Linked DNA regions of Mus musculus: region 1 is linked to region 2. A link is a contact called in public Hi-C data. All regions are on one chromosome and are shown on one strand. The core of a region is the stretch at or near the end of the contact, and the rest is flanking DNA. Distances in the headings are between cores, read along the strand shown. Region 1 overlaps Trappc9 (trafficking protein particle complex 9). Region 2 overlaps Trappc9 (trafficking protein particle complex 9).

Region 1 (3,890 bases), core at 71-2,570, 260 kb after region 2:
CGGGTCCTCACTGTCCGAAATGCAACATCATTCAGTGGGGCCATATATAGCCACACTAGACACAGCGATCTGAACCGGGCAAGGTTAAGCCTCAGAAGGACAGAGAGAGGAGGAGAGGAAGCACGAAGAAACACAGAAACAGTGCACACATCATGGGATAGGCTGCCATGATGGTCACAGCAACCACACACACAGAGCCTAGAAGGCCTTCCTGACATCTAAGCCTGGCATCCTCGAATCTGAGGTAAAGGCGTTGGGTGATGTGCCTTCTCTGGACTGAGCCACACCCCAATCCTATGCACACCACAAGGATAGCAGCTAGGCCACAACACCACCTATCTGCAGTGAGCTGCAACCTCTCTCGTTAGACACACACTTGTACCACACGGCGCTGTACTGGACCAGCAGGATCCAGAGGAAACACAACAGTGCAAATTTCCAGTTTCCTGTGTTAAGAAAAATCAAATGAACCCTGCAGAGACAGCCATGGCCCACTGCACCTCTCTATACATGCATCTGATCCCCAGTCACATGGCTCCTCTGGGCTCCCCAGGGGACCAGCTGCTCTGCTTCTGTGCTGTCCCAAGAACCCTGACAGAGGCTGGTAGTGAATCTTCACTGCTGTACTCCTTGCCAGAGTCTCAGTTCCTTAAAGATAGTCCCTAACTCACTTGATTTGCATTCCCAGAGCTAAGTCCAGTCCTTAATAGGTAGGCAGTCAATGAATATTTAATGAATGAGTAAGAATCAGAGGCTACATTGTAGTGCACTATCATTACAAAATAATTAAATGGGGAGGGTGTTTAATATAATGGAGTTCTGCAAGAGACAGCAATGGCACCCACAGTGCAGTATGACCATTTCATGCCACTTGGCTGCACACTTAAATGTGGTGATGGGTAAATCTGGTATTATGGGTATTGTAACCACAATGTCTCCAGAATTTTATCCAACTCTTAAAATATTTTTAGTTAACATACAAAATCATGGGTTTCACTATAACATCTTCACACAGAATCATCATGTCTTACTCAGATTTGCCTGAGTGTCTCCTTACAGCACAAAGGAGTGGCCTGTCTCACAGTGGCTGCCTTCCTAGCTTGGGCTGATGGCTCCACTCTCTTCCAGTGCCCACAGTGGAGAGGAAGCAGCCCCAGCTCGTGGGTGTCAGACCCTCTGGGTGTTGCTGCCTCTCTACCACCCTGCAGACTCTAAGCCTCATCGGATGCCATTTTAGCACCAAATCAAGCACCAAATGAGCGGTGGCTTTGCTGGGGGGGAAACGGCAGGAAGGATGTGGGCGGCAGGATGCGGGGACAGCAAATGCTTAAATGAAAGTCAACCCCAAGGGACTTGTCTGAGTCCTGAAAACCAGATGGGTCTGGCTATCTATACAGAATGCACCAAGCTTTGCCGTTAGTCATTATGGCCCCGCCTTCAATAAATCTCCTTTCAAGGATTGGAGAAGGGGGCACTCAGATTATAATTACCAATTCAGACCTCTCAGAATGGAGAAGGTTGGTGCAAAAACCTATTAACTCTGGGTCAAGAAGAAACAGGCAAAAAGAGAGCTGACTTGGAAATTACGGCAGGGTGGGGGTGGGGGTGAGTAAAAAAAGAGGACGTAGGATTAATTTTAGGATTAATTAACAAGTGCAAAGAAATTTTGAGAAACTAAAAATACCTTAACAAAAAGCAGAGCAGCTAACTTAAATTCTTAATGAACACAACAAATGGAGAAGTGAGGGAGGACGCACCCTTTAAATATCCCTCATCAAGGTCTGTGGCAGCACAGTTACCTCACATGCACATCTCAGGGCGCAGGGCTCGTGAGCCAGAGGCTCCAAGCAGCAGCGACGACGGGGACTCAGCCACACACTTCTAAAACTCCCCTCTCCTAACTTTCGAAACCAAACTTCAGTGAGTGGCTTTGCTTCGTGCTTAGCTTCTTCATCCCGGTGACCATTCAACACATAAAGCGTCTTTTGCCTATGAAACTTCTAGTAACCCGGTCAGGTCATAAAATACCACACTGGTAAATTCAGCAAACTCTTTACACGTTCCCCTCCCTAGATTGTGCTGTTTCTACGGACTGTCCTTTGCTTTCTGTAATGTCTTTTTCGTCTTTGGTCTCTCCCAAGCATCTTTGCAAGTCCTCCGATACAGGGGTCAGCAAAATTGCAGCAGTAGCCCCGTTTCCTGTTCCAGAGTCTCCTTTGAGTGGCTGCCTCAGTTTAGGGAAACTTCCCTTATCAAGGATAGCAGTTCTATGTCTACTTCTGGCTCACACTCATTTAGACAGCAGCCACTGCCCTCTAAGACCTGCCTGGGTAGCACGGCAGCTGCAGACAGCTGCAGAATGAGCACATCCACCATGCCCCGCCCTCCAGAGCCACCAGATGAAAACAGAATCTCCCCTGCCTTGGCCTAATGGTCCCTAAGACCTGTCAATCACATTGCCACAACCTTCTTCTGCCCCACTCCAAACCATTCCAAGCACAAAGTTCAAGTTCATGTCTTGTCTCAGCTTTCCCAACAGCAGGTTCCAGTCTCCTCCCTGCAGTCTGCTGTAAGTGCAACCGTAATTCTGGGGCGTGAAGACTACAAAGCCTCCGTCAGTCTGGCCCTGGTGGCAGCCTTCAGGTCACATTGTAAGTGTGAGTACAGTATGAACTGAGTGCTGGAAGTAGTCTCCAGTGCTTCAAGTCTGGGCATGAACGCTTCTACTATTCTCATCTGACGGATGAGGAAAGCAAAGTCTGGGGAGTGGAAAGAATTTCCTGAGTTAACGTGACCTTTGGTAACAGCTTCAGCATCCACAAAAGTGACCTGCCTGGAAACTGCGTTCTCTGCTCCCCTGATGCCCTTGTCGTCCACTGCCGTAGCCTCGTACCGCGTCTCCTGCTTCTCCTGGACCAGTGCTCACCACCACAGCATCTGACCAGACCACTCCCCTTCTGCAGCTTATCTTGTTTTGGTTGCTTCTCTGTGCAACCCCAGTGCCTGCAGCGTAGGCTCGCTCTTCCCTGGAAGTCTTGGTGGACACACCATGGGTCTCCATTGTGAAAGCCACCTTCACTCATGCATGCTGACTGGGGACCAGCGTGGTTAGAACAGAAACCTCAAGTGATGAGTCCCCATCTTGTTGTCTAGTAGACAAGATAGAGCACAGACCAGAATGAACCCCCGAGTGTGCTTCAGGCTAATGGCTCCATTCCTGAGGGGGCCAGCAGATACCCATAGCAAGGACAATGACCCCAGCTTTTAATTAGCACTTACAAGAAAGCTTCCTGCTGCAAACATATCCTTCCTCTCAGTCTGTGAGGTGAAAAATCAGAATGTCAATGTAAGAGTCTTTCCTCCTTGACGTATGAACTCCCTGGGATTATATCCCCAGTCATGGTACAGAGCTAGGAATAGAAAGGAAAAAAAAACAAAAACTGAAGAGAAGGGTTCACAGGAGGGACCTGTTCAAAATGAACCTGGGAGCAGGTGACCCAGGACCCTGGGAACAAGGAAGGAAGGAGGGACTAGGCCCATGCATAAAAGAAGGAAAGAAAGCCAGGTGGTCATCCAGGAGGCAGCAGGCTCAGTGATGTCAGACAGGTAGAAGGAAAAGAGATGTCTAATCGCCAAGTATCTGATGATTTATAATTTTCAATATTTTTTGCTGCTATTGAAGGTGAAGATGACATAAAACTAACTATGTTCAAATGGAAAATTCAGTGGCACTAAGTATGTTCATGGTAGGGTGCAACCTCTGCCGCTCACCAACCTTTCACCCCAAAAGGAAAGTGCTTATCTACTAGGCAACTGCTCCTGGATCCCCAGCCAGGCCCTGTGGCCTACACAGCTCCCCAGTTTCTGTGGATCTGCATAGTCAGAAGATT
Region 2 (3,760 bases), core at 6-2,505:
AGAGGTTACCTAACTCACCTCTAATCTGTGTTATTTACAGTAAATATTTACTAATACATACAGGTGGATGGGACCATGTTTATGTTGAAGCTTTAATGCCTTGTACTTGAAAAGAGGGAGTGCCTAGTGTGGGGCCTTCAAATGCGTCATTGCAGGGCCCAGGGCATAAAGCACAAACATGAGGATGAAGTTCTAATTCCAAAAACCCACATAAAGCCAAATGCTATGGTGTGCATATTTGTGATTCCAGCACTCCTAAGGGGACATGAGGGGGAGACACAGCAGAATCCCTGGAAGCCAGCTAGCCTGCTGTGCATAGCAGAAGACAAGAGACCCTGTCTCAAATAAAGCAAAAGGGACAGACACCTAGGCTATTCTCTGAGTTCTTCATTTGTCCTGAGCATATGTGTGCACAGTAATATACACAGTTAACACACAAACACATACGTACGTACGTACGTACACACACACACACACACACACACACACAGGGAGAGAGACAGAGAGACAGACAGAGAGACCGATACAAAGAGAGAATGCCCTGGATAGACAGGTCCTGATCCTATGTGACCTGTTATCTTTATGAGAGTGGGAAAACAAGACTCAGACATACACACAGCCATGTGCAGACACCTTGATCATGATGTCTGGTCTCTAGCACTGAGAGAGAAGAGAGGCCTCTTCTCTGTGGGGATCTCTCTCAGCTGTCATCTGGCAGGCTGAATAGGTATATTACATTCAATAGTTTATTTGCGTGTGCTAATTTTAAGAATAAAGCTAAAGTTACAATTAAATAATGTGATAAATACTCGAAGGCTCAAAATTGAAGAAAGATTCTGTAACACCTTGGGGGAAAAGGGAAGGACAAATATATAAAGTATTCGTCATATTTTAAGTAGAGGGTGAGATACTCTCGTAATGGTATTTTGTTAGTAAAAGAATTAATTTTTTAAAAAATAAATATACAAAATACATTCCTCCAATATATACAGAAGAGTATCTCTAGGTAGCAGGCAGAATGCTGGCCACTGGGACTCCAGTGGGAATCCTGACAGTTCTGTGGCCCCTGGACATTTAGAGGACCATCTACAGCATTCATGAAGCAAACTCCATATGCTAGCCTACTCCTGTCTGTGTCTCTGCAGATGTCTAGACCCAGGCCCTAGATCTCCTATCGTTCAGCCCTGCAGTGTCCTGCAGTCAGAATTTCCTCCTGGCAATGATTGGGACAGCTGCCCGGGTTGGGTGAGCAGGAAGATGACTCAGCTAATGGTGACAGCCCTTTAGAGGAAACTTAATTATTCTATAGCCTGGCCCAGAGGGAGAGAAGGGTGCTGGCGGCCTAAACGTGGCTAATGGCGATCGATTCGCCCTGCCAATCTTCTGGGCTATTTATAGCTTGCTTATAAAGTCACTTGGGATCCTAATAGAAAGGCATCATTTATCAAACCAAATAGTGTGTGTGTGTGTGTGTGTGTGTGTGTGTGTGTGTGTGTGTGTGTGTGTTAGTGAGTGCCACCTGTGTGCATGCCTGGCAGGTTAGCACACCAAAAACAAGCTGGCACATGGGCACGAGAAGCCATGATGAGAAAGAGAGGCCCTAGCAGAGCACTGGGGGCTGGTGCTGTGGAAGGGACAATATCACCCCTCCACAGGCCTAGCACTGTCCGCAGAACAGGAAATGGAAGCTCAGAGCTTAGTAACCAGCCATAGGTGCCCAGCCGGGTGGATGGGCATGCCCACCATTTCTTGCTTCAGAAGAAGCCAAGGATATGTCTTTTTCCAGAATAAACTCTATGCCCTTCAGGGTCTAAGGGGACAGATCAGTCCCTGTCTGAGACAAGGCACAGCACCAGGAGTGGGAAAACATTTTGACACAGTTGTAGCTCTGGTTCTTGGGAGAATGTAATGCAGAGGGAGGTTTGGTATGAGGCTATAACCATGCAGCCTGGTCCAGGTTGTTAATGAGCTGACACTCCAAATCCTGTTATTCCACCTTCTCGACAGCCTCCTCCTGAGCTCCACACCCGGGAGGGATACTGTCCATACTGTCATAGGCCCCCAAGTGTCTGTCCAGAGGGTCACCCTTCTGAGCATCCCTTGCCCATGTCCCTGATGAAAAGCAGAGTCTTGAGAGCCACAGGGGAGCCTCTGCATGTCTGTGTGTATCTCTGCATGGTGGCTGTGTATATCTCTGCATGGTGGCTGTGTGTATCTCTGCATGGTGGCTGTGTGTATCTCTGCATGCCTGCATGTATCTCTGCATGGTGGCTGTGTGTATCTCTGCATGGTGGCTGTGTGTATCTCTGCATGGTGGCTGTGTGTATCTCTGCATGCCTGTGTGTATCCCTGCATGGCTTTGTGTATCTTTGCATGGTGGCTGTGTTTATCTCTGCATGGTGGCTGTGTGTATCTCTGCATGATGGCTGTGTGTATCTCTGCATGCCTGCATGTATCTCTGCATGCCTGTGTGTATCCCTGCATGACTGTGTGTATCTTTGCATGGTGGCTGTGTTTATCTCTGCATGGCTGTGTGTATCTCTGCATGATGGCTGTGTGTATCTCTCTGCATGATGGCTGTGTGTATCTCTGCATGCCTTCATGTATCTCTACATGCCTATTCAGAGCAGCCTTACAGCTCTGGGGCTGAACTCCATGTCTAAAGCCAGATGTCCCAAGCACTGCCCCTCCTCCCAAAAGCAGGCAATGTAACAGACTGCATGCAATGAAAGTCAGAGACTCATATAAGCAGGTGGCTCAAAGCAGTGAGGGAAGTGAGACAGTGAATCCTGGATGGAGCTCAGAGGACACCATGACATCCAGGTCCCTAGACAGAGCTCGGTAGTGATAGCAGCTGCTACTGCCCACTGTGGCCAATCCCTACTGTGAGATGTCCTGTTTCTATTCTCATATTACTTCATCCATGATGCAATTCACAGCTTAGGAAGGGAGATGTCTCCCACAGGTGGGCACAGATAGTTGCTAGGGAGCTGACACAGCTTCTGGCCCAGACCCAGAACACTGTGTAGAAGAGGATGCAGAGAAGAGAACACCGAGGGGCCAATGTCTGGAAGTCACAGAACAGCAAATGGGGTTCCCTCACAGCACTGCTTAGTGACAAGGCAGGGAAAGGTTGCTAGGAAGGACCATGGGATGATGCTCAAGAATGTCCAAGACCCATCTGGGCTCAGGAAGTGCATTAAGGCCACAGGATAGAACATGCAGAATTATACACACACATATAGGTGTGCATGCCTATGTATGCTCGTAAACACACACATAAGCACAGAACAGGTGGACCACAAGAACAAGCCACAAAAGAGATGGATGGGTGGGAGGATCTTGGGCTCTTCCTGCCTTTATTGTAGGAGGTTTAAAGGTAACTTGAGGTCCCTGTATAAGCTCTTCTTGGCTCGAGGTTCTCAGTACAGCAAATGAAACTAGAAACCTGGCATCTAGGGATCAAGAGCTAGATAGTGATTTTTCATTTGCTTTTACTCTTCTATTCCTGTAAATGTTTGGTCTTTTCATTAGCTGATAGATTTGCTCTTCCCAGAATCTCGCAGAAGGGGACCTCTGGCCCAGGCTGGACAGGGCTAGAAGTTAATAGCCATTCTTCCAGGGCACTAGGAAGTCAAGGGGCCGGGGCCACTTCATGAGGGAGGGATGCAGACTGTCTTGGGATATGGTGTAAACCCAGTCTTACCGAGGGCTAGCCCCAAGTGTGTCCTCAATGGGACACACAGGTTGGCCTTGCCAT

The links. A called contact is a pair of places that touch in the nucleus more often than the background predicts.
Region 1: a Hi-C map of the N1E-115 cell line shows a contact between it and region 2, with 2.4 times the contacts expected there. The contact joins two enhancer-like sites. A contact is called at or near these places in 1 of 15 datasets of contacts at CTCF or cohesin (pro-B cells) and 3 of 484 Hi-C or Micro-C datasets (the C10 cell line, the N1E-115 cell line and nephron progenitors).

What each region holds. Positions count from the first base shown.
Region 1 is chr15:72,864,366-72,868,255 of GRCm38.p6, forward strand. All of the region lies in intron 16 of Trappc9 (trafficking protein particle complex 9), which reads right to left. Among named protein-coding and RNA genes, the nearest start is that of Gm41343, 35 kb to the left of the region's middle. Within about 2 kb of position 1,321, at least 86 of the 459 cell types and tissues checked have an H3K27ac peak or open chromatin away from gene starts, as enhancers often do. A contact at or near this core is called in the N1E-115 cell line, where this site is marked.
Region 2 is chr15:72,606,041-72,609,800 of GRCm38.p6, forward strand. The region is part of intron 20 of Trappc9 (trafficking protein particle complex 9); the gene reads right to left. Among named protein-coding and RNA genes, the nearest start is that of Kcnk9, 60 kb to the left of the region's middle. Within about 2 kb of position 1,256, at least 9 of the 459 cell types and tissues checked have an H3K27ac peak or open chromatin away from gene starts, as enhancers often do. A contact at or near this core is called in the N1E-115 cell line, where this site is marked.